Regions from separate parts of the Capra hircus genome. Here region 1 is linked to region 2. Evidence: chromatin contacts called from public Hi-C data. All regions are on one chromosome and are shown on one strand. The core of a region is the stretch at or near the end of the contact, and the rest is flanking DNA. Distances in the headings are between cores, read along the strand shown. Region 1 has its middle 120 kb from the start of TRNAF-GAA. Region 2 overlaps RBM17 (splicing factor 45).

Region 1 (4,637 bases), core at 2,066-4,565, 260 kb before region 2:
GAAATACAAAACCAGTAGTGAGAGATTAGAGAGAGGAGGGGAAGGAGCTGGAAGGAGGGAAGAAAGGAAGGGTGAATGTGGTCAGGATATAATGTTGTTATTCACTTGCTCGGTCATGTCCAACTCTTTGTGACCCCATGAACTGCAGCATGCCAGGCTCCCCTGTGCTTCACTGTCCCCTGGAGTTGGCTCAAACTCATGTCCATTGAGTCAGTCATGCTATCCATCTATAGATACAGAGAATGTGCAGAAAACCAGCAAAAAGTTGCCCCAGCTCCTTTATGGAGTCTCAAGCGCAAAATCACTCTTAATTCTATATGAGAAAGATAAAAAACGGAAAGGGTAATTACTTCCTCTCTGCTTTTGATTTTTTTTTTTTTCCAGACCACAAGGCATGCAACAGCTTAATTCCCTTCCACTGCAGGGTGTGACGGTTCAGCCCTTGCCCCCTGCAGTGAAAGCGCAGAGTCCTAAACACTGGACCACCAGGGAATTCCAGTTCCTTTGAAATTTTACTTTCGCTCTTCCTTTGAAATTCTAAATCCTCTTTTTGTTGTTGCTGCTGTTGTTTTGGTTTGGGATTTAATTTTTATTCTTTCTTCCCTTTGGTACAGAGGGGTACCCAGAGTGTCCTACGTGGGGAAAAAAGAACACAGAGGTAGAAACCTGAGCCGGGCTATTATCTTTGTGCCCTTGGTGGTTTTATACACTGCAGTGTTCCGCTTTATTAGGGATGTATGAGAAAAGGAAGGAAGGAGATAAGACTTGGCTTTTTTGGTGGTTGTTGCAGTTTCTGTGTTCTTGCAGTAACTTCCTACTGCAAAAAGCGTGTGTGTGTGTGTGTGTGTGTGTGTGTACTTTACTGTTTTATTTATATATGTATAATATACAATACATATTACTAATTTAGTCACCAAGTCGTGTCTGACCCTTTGCAACTCCATGGACTCTAGCCCACCAGACTCCTCTGTCCATAGGATTCTCCAGGCAAGAATACTAGTGTGGGTTACCATTTCCTCCTCCAGGGGATCTTCCCAACCCAGGGATCAAACCCACATCTCCTGCATTGGCAGGTGGGTTCTTTATCACTGAGCCACCAGGGAAGCCCTTACCACTGACACTGGTATAGAGAATATACTACATTTAGAATATGATGACACTGGTGTAAAGCATAATATAGATCGTAATTCTGGACTTGAGTCTCTAGAGGGAGACAGAGAAACAAGAAAAGCTGCAGTTATAGCCACCACACACAGTGCTGTCAGGCTTAATCAGGGGATGGATTTATTTCACAGGCCAGGCAAGATTATAAGTCAGAAAGGTCAGTTCTGCCTTCCCCTTAATTTGAAACATGAACCCCACCTTTAGTCAGCACGTGTGCGTGTGTTAATTGCTCAGTCATGTCCAACTCTTTGCAACCCCATTGACTATAGCCCACCAGGCTCCTGTCTATGGAATTTTCCAGACAAGAATACTGGAGTGGGTAGCCATTTCCTTGTCCAGGGGATCTTTCTGACCCAGGGACTGAAGTATAATCTATACATTTTTAGACATCAATAAGAAGAAAGCGGCATACCACAGGGCAATCAGAATTGCTGCATCTGTATCACGAAAGGCTGTGAGGTCATCTGGTCGACCCCCTCAGCGGCCGCTGCGTAGTGGCAGGAGAGAACATGTAGGACCCAGAGTTTGGGGCCAGCTCTCTCTAGTTACGCAACCCTCACTGAGTTATTTGTCTTCTTAGAAATCCAGTTTTTCATCAAAAGGGTGAGAGACATTGTTTCTGCCTTGGTTTTTTGCTGTAAAAACTGATAAAAGGAAAACTTCATTCACAAAACAACAAAGAACTACCTGGATATAGATCCAATTATTACTATGACCCATGTGCTCCAGCCGTGAGTTGTCTACTTAATCCTGTTCTTAAAGGGCCCCAGGGAGAGTCTGCAGACCGTAAGTTCTATAATAGAAGGGAAGGAACTAGGGCTGCTCCTCTTAGCATCTAACATGGCACCTGGTAAACAGTACATAATTTTAATTTCTTATTTGAAAAAGTAAATACACTTATATGCAGGTAAACTATACCACTTAACATCTAGGTCTCTTCTTCTTCTTCTTCTTCTTCTTCTTCTTCTTCTTCTTCTTCTGAAAGGGAGCACTATTAGTGACCACTCCAGGAAACAGAACTAAGGCAGGTCTGTCCTGGGCCAAGGGGACATGGGACACACGGTCACTCCACTTGCCTGACACTTACTATGAGGTGGGCACTGCCCTGAACATAATACAGTATGAAGTCCCTTAATTTCATAGTAGTCCAGTTGAGGTTGGTACAATGATCAATCATATCCAGCAAATGCTTAATGAGTAGCTTCTACACGTCCCAAGTCTTCTAGAGTCTGAGACTACATCAAAAGACAACACCCACAAAAACAATGATGTGTCCTTTATGTGTGTTTAATCACTCTAGTCGTGTCTGACTTTTTGCAACCCTATGGACTATAGCCCTCAAGGCTCCTCTGCCCATGGAATTTTCCCAGGCAAGAATACTGGAGTGGGTTGCTATTTCCTTCTCCAGGGGATCTTCCAGACCCAGGGATCGAACTCATGTCTCCTGTGGCTCCTGCATTGCAGCTGGATTCTTTTCCACTGAGCCACTGGGGAAGTCCCCTGCCCTTTGAGGGTGAGAGTAACCAATAAATGTAATCAATAAATATATTACATGCACACCAAGAAGTGACAGTGCTGTGGAAAAAGAAAGAGATTTGGGGAGTGTTGAATGAAGACATTTGGGCACAGAAATACCATACCCGTGGCTGCAATTCCGCCTAAGGTGGTCTGTCTCCAGTTGTTGCTTTTAACTTTGTCTCTGTTTTCTCTTTCAGTTCTGATGTGCCCCGAACCTTGTACTACATTCAAATTCATTTCCTCTGTAAGCAGCAGAGGGGAGCACACAAAATCTAGCCACCCTTTCAGGACATCAACTCAGTAGCTTCCATCTACACCAGACATTGGCCACCTCTGATGACTTGCTTTGGGTCTCAGCTGAGTTCACACTGCACTTGGGGCCCCTATAATTGCCTGCTTGCCCTGTAGGAATGAAGGCTCTGCCTCAAGAGCTCTCTGTTTGTAGGTTTGGGGGAATGGCCAGATAAACCCACCAGATAGGAGGAAACACATAACCCCGAGGATAAGGGCTAGGCTTTTGGACCTCTCAACTGCTTAAATGAATTCTGGCCTCTGAGTAGGGCTGAGCCATGGAAACCACATGATGCTCAACTTCCTCTGCATGCCCCACACCTCCCCACCCTGCTCTCTGTCTCCTGTTGAGTCCTTGCCCTTCCTCATCTTGTGACTCTGGCAGAACTCCAGGGTGCTTATTCAACCTGTCTCCAGATGCCCTGGGCCAAGAAAGAAAGAAAGAGTAAGAACAGGCTCCAGGGCAAAGCTAGCTGCCAAGAGTACTGTCAATAGCCCGACCGAGGCCAGGCAGTGAGCACAAAGGAATCTTTAAAAGTGAGTGTCACCCCCAGAAGGAGCTTGAGCACTTTCTCAGCCTTCCATGGTGAGCTGTGCCCACCCCCCACCAGGCTTCACACCATCTCGTAAGCAAATCAGAGCAAATGTTTTGAGGGCCTCTGTGCAAGGCACTGTGTTCACAGTTATTTACTTTTGTGGACACCATAGCTTTCATGCAAATCTCTTCCTCTAGGCTTTTTCTTCATACCTACAAAGTGAAGGAGTTTAAGTTGACAGTCTCCAGAAAGGCAGCAATGATAGTCTGGCCACTTCTTTGCCAGACTGTGAGCACACTGAATTCAGGGACTGAGCCCCATTCCATTTATTTTTCTCTCCCCAGCTTCTAGCACATGCCATGATGTGTGGGAGATGCCAGGTAGATGTCTGTGGAACAAGTCAACTTCTGAAATAAGGTTCTTCAAGAAGGTCTCCAAGACCAGCCAAAAGCCGACTCACGTGCTGTTGCAGATGCAGGAGAGAGCACATCCTTACTGTTGGACGGCTAGGCGTGTAAAGCTGTGGACCTCTACTAAAGAACATCAACTGATATCTTCAAACCCTTCAGACTCTAAAAGTATCTATGAATTCACAAACTTTAAGACATACAACCCTTTCTTTAAAAACAGGCCTCATTTTTTGAAGAATTACTAAGCTAGAGGAGTCATATTCTCTTATCTCAAAACTTACTACATAGCTACAATCATAAATCTGTGTGGTACTAGCATCCAGATATATACAGAGATCAATAAAGCAGAATGGAGAATTCAGACATAAGCCTTTCATCAGTGGCCACTCATTTTCAACAAAGGAGTCAACGTAATTCAATGAAGAAAGAACAGAGCTCTTTAACAGCTGGCGTTGGGAACCACTGGATATCCCAACATGGAAAAGAATTAATCAGAACTCCCTACCTCACACCATACACAAAAATTAACTAAAAATGGATCAAGGATCTGAATGAAAGAAATTAAACTAGAAAATTTAGAAAGAAATATGAGAGTAAATCTTCATGACCCGGAGTTAGGTAATGGTTTTTAAACACCAAAAACATACTGGCCTAAGGCTAGGAATTAGGGGGATGGCAGGGGGTGGGTGACAGCAAGTAGGTTTAGGGATTCTTTCCA
Region 2 (4,101 bases), core at 129-2,628:
CACAGAGCTGTGGGGCGTCCCCTGGACTGCAAGGAGATCCAGCCAGTCCATCCTAGAGGAGATCAGTCCTGAGTGTTCACTGGAAGGACTGATGTTGAAGCTGAAACCCCAATACTTTGGCCACCTGATGCGAAGAGCTGACTCACTGGAAAAGACCCTGATGCTAGGGAAGAATGAAGGTGGGAGGAGAAGGGGACGACAGACGATGAGATGGTTGGAGGGCATCACTGACTCAATGGACACAGTTTGAGTGAACTCTGGGAGGTGGTGATGGACAGGGAGGCCTGGCGTGCTGCAGTCCATGGCGTTGCAGAGTGGGACACGACTGAGCAACTGAACTGAACTGAGATCACTGAGCACAAAACTTGCCAACTGAGCTACTATTTGTTTTAACCTAACTCCAAATATGAAATGTTAGAGAAAACAAAATGAATTATTTTTAACAACAAACAAAAAAGCATCTTGCTGCAGAAAACCCCTAGAGACTGGCATAAAAACTCCTGAAGCATAAGGGGTGGAAGGTGCTCTTGGCCGAGGGCTAGAGTGAGGAGAGTTTGGGGGCCTTTTCCCTGCACCCAGGCGCCTGGCTGATTCCAGCTAAGGCTTCCCAAGACTGGGTTAAAGACGAGTACCTGAAGAGAAGAGGGAAGAAACAGGTACTTACACTCTTTGTCCTTCTCCACAAGAGACGTGGGAGGCGCAATGGCAGCTCCGCCCATACCTGCAAAACAGACATTCCGCTGAGCGAGGGCTGAGTGAGGAGGAAGGAGTCAGCCCGGGCCCTGAATCGCACCCCTACCCCAAAGGAAGAGGCAGGAAGGCACACTACTCCACCCTCTCGCTAACACCTCAAGAGCTCAGTGTTGGAAACCAGGGTTAAAAGTACACAAGTAGGTGTCACTGCTGGGGTGTGTGGGTACTTCTGGTCACAGTCTGCTTTGTGCTGTTGTCATTCTTGTTCACATTTCCTAGACAGAGAACGGTGGACACAAACAAACCAAAGCGGGCTCCGTCTGCTATCAAACAACCAGAGGGGAAACATGAACAGGGAACACAGGGATTTTCCACCAGAGAAAAGCCCTAACATATGCATTATAACTTAATCACCAATGAGACACTCCAAAAAATGGTACAATGTAAATTAAAGAAACCAATTACAAAGCCATGCTGCACCAGCATGAAATGTTTCACAAAGAAATTGCCCACAAGCAGTGTACAGGCGGCAACCACACGTGAATTCTCTCAGAATGGACAGTGCTTAGCTATCTAGTGGTCACCAAGCACCTGGCTCTCACACGACAATGCCGCCTGCGAGGCTTCAGAGATGGAGGCGGCCCGACAGAGCACGAGCTCACACCGTCTCCCTGCCCCGCTGGCGACTCTGCCAGAAGCCAGCGTCCAGGGAAGCGCAGCCATGCACGCGGGTGGCAAGGGTTCTGACCACGAGCACAGACTCTCCACTCAGTGCTGTGAATCCGAGTGCAGATGGACAGAGAGCAGGCGGGCACAGCTGTGCTACGGACAGGGGCGAGCACAGGCACGCAGCTTAAGGCGTGCTCCAAGGCCCACAACGTGAATGTTAGGGAGACCATCTGTGAACACAACGAAGGGAAACCCCACACAGATGCGGGCTTCTGCCGAGATTCCAGACAGGACACTACCCAAACCACTGCAGCTGAACTAGTTATCAAACTGAACGCAGAAGGAAGGGGCAGCACTGCACATCTCAAACAGGACACCCGCGCTCAGGCATTACTTCTTTTCCTCCTCTCTCGCTCATAGTCTTCATCCTCATCAGAATCTGGGTCGGGTCGCCTGGAAAACCCACTAGCTTCGTGTCTGTCTTTACGCCTCCTGTGATAACAGAAGGAACAATTCAGAGATGTGAACCCAAGGATGTCACCTTGACTTTAGGGGGGCGTCGGGGATATGCAAACAACTGATTAAAGACTAAAGCAGCCAACATGTGACAAGTGAGAAAAACCCAGAAGATAAACTGACCAAATTTAACAGGTATATGCATATAAATAGCAAGAAAAGAGTTTCCTTGATATTTTACCTCTTTCAACACTAAAGCGAATCAACACAGGTAAGAGTTAATGAAATAATTTCGATTCTCTAGAGCATGCTTTCACTTCATGAAATAAGTCAATAAATAATGAGAAATAGTATATTAATGTTTTATATAATCATTTAAAAATTAATACTCAGCATTTTTAAAAGAAGAAATGCAAATAAATCTGTTATCCATACTTTCAAAAAACATAAAAGATGTTATGAGTTCTTAAAAACTCTATCTGGCTCAAAAATAGTAAAAGGTGAGAAAAACATTTTAAGCATTTTAAGCAGTATGACTCTAGTAGAGTCAGAACATAGGGGGAAAAAAGCAAAACCTATTATTCCACATCAGTTTGTAAGCTATTTTTCTAAAAACTCACTCAAAATGCATGTTCTAAGTTTTCTGCGTGTGTACTTGAACTTGCTCTAGAGTTTGTTTCCATGATAGGATGTAACAACCACACACTCTTAACAACAGTCTGACTCCTGAGGACTGTTCAGACCAACCACAAAACCCACTCAGTCCACAGACAGCACTAAAGTTCTGGTAACATCTGAATGAACATTTCAAACATAACCCCATCCCACACTTGCATGAGGCCTTACTTCTCTCTCTCTTCTATTTCCTTCTGTCTTTCCAGCTCCCGCTGCCTCTGTCGCTCCTCTCTTTGGCGCTTCACTACTTTCTCATAATCGTTAGGAAACATGGGATCATATTCATCAGCTAAGGGGATCAAAACTTCTCCTGCAGAAAACCCGCTGGGAACAGGGTCCTGAGGAAGGGAAAATGCCAAAGTAAGTATCACCCTCTGTCTTGGAGTTTTATTCACAGAATTAAGGTGAAGGACCATGCTGGGCCCCGAGGACCACCTGTCCACTTCTGTTCACAGATGAGGGAGCAGATGCCCGAGGAGGCTAGGAGACTTGGCCTGTTCAGGCGCCCAGCCCAGGAGCAGCAGAGCACGGGAGTTCACCTCTCAGTTCAGGATCAATTCCATAAACATCCTACAGCATTTTCTTAAAAAAAGCTGCCATCACCCAAAATTTTAAGCAATAAATTTGACTTTTCAGAGTAAATATAGAATACTTCTATTTTTATATATATAAAAACTTACAATACAAAACAAGTCATGAATAACATGTTCTTGCAGTCATTTAATATAATAATCTCAGATTTTGATTACATGGAGACATGACATGTTAAGACTCTCAAAAAAAAGAGGAAAGAAAAGTAGAAAGCTGCCTCCTGGGCTCTGAATGCTCTGGAGTCCACAGCCTCCCGAGGCCGCTGCATCTCAGACCCTGAGTCTGAACAGGGCATGTAATTCCCTTCACAACATGGTTCATTTTTTAAAGTCCACCAAGTCAGGTTTTGCGTTTCTCTTTTGTACATTTACAAACTGCTCTTTGAGAGAAAAAGAACAAAAGGCAAACAGTGCTCTAGAAACCCAAGATGAAAAGGGGGCTTTGCCCTGGGCTGGTGGTCTTGATCTCCGTGGTTCTTGTAAGCCCTGACCCACTGCATGGTCTCAGGTTCCTACATCTTCGTACTTTCTTCTGTTTGTTTCTCTAGCATGACACCCCCTTATTGTTTGTAAAAATACGATGCCTTTCCTGGTCCCCACAGACACCCAAATGAATGCAGGTCAAGGTCCCTAAGCTCCCACTCTGGAACTGTCAGGAGAAGCGTGCCCAGCACTGCCAAGGGCAGGACGGCTGTTTGTAAAATGTATTTTACATATGAACACAAAACAGACATGACACAGAGAGCTTATGTTCAGTATCAATGGATCTAAATCTAACAATTCCTGGATTACACTGTGCACTGAATTACAATGTGGATGACGTTTTCTCATCATATTGATAAAACAAACACTTCATGGTCTCCTTACAATTAAAAATAAAAAATCACTTTGATTTGTTGAATAAACAAAATTAGAAAAATAACTGTCATCACCTCCCAGGCCCTATCACTGGAAATCTGACACAAATCTATTTACTGCAAGGCTCCCAAAGGGAAGGTATTCATTTGTATGCAAATAA

What was found. A called contact is a pair of places that touch in the nucleus more often than the background predicts.
Region 1: a Hi-C map of blood shows a contact between it and region 2, with 7 times the contacts expected there. The contact joins two enhancer-like sites. A contact is called at or near these places in 3 of 5 Hi-C or Micro-C datasets (all in blood).

Annotation. Positions count from the first base shown.
Region 1 is chr13:11,138,014-11,142,650 of ARS1.2, reverse strand. No RefSeq gene overlaps it. Among named protein-coding and RNA genes, the nearest start is that of TRNAF-GAA, 120 kb to the left of the region's middle. Within about 2 kb of position 3,315, at least 1 of the 5 cell types and tissues checked has an H3K27ac peak or open chromatin away from gene starts, as enhancers often do.
Region 2 is chr13:10,876,893-10,880,993 of ARS1.2, reverse strand. RBM17 (splicing factor 45) reads right to left here. Exons shown (of 12, transcript XM_018056960.1): 4 at 2,665-2,831; 5 at 1,757-1,854; 6 at 665-721. Among named protein-coding and RNA genes, the nearest start is that of RBM17, 13 kb to the right of the region's middle. Within about 2 kb of position 1,378, at least 1 of the 5 cell types and tissues checked has an H3K27ac peak or open chromatin away from gene starts, as enhancers often do.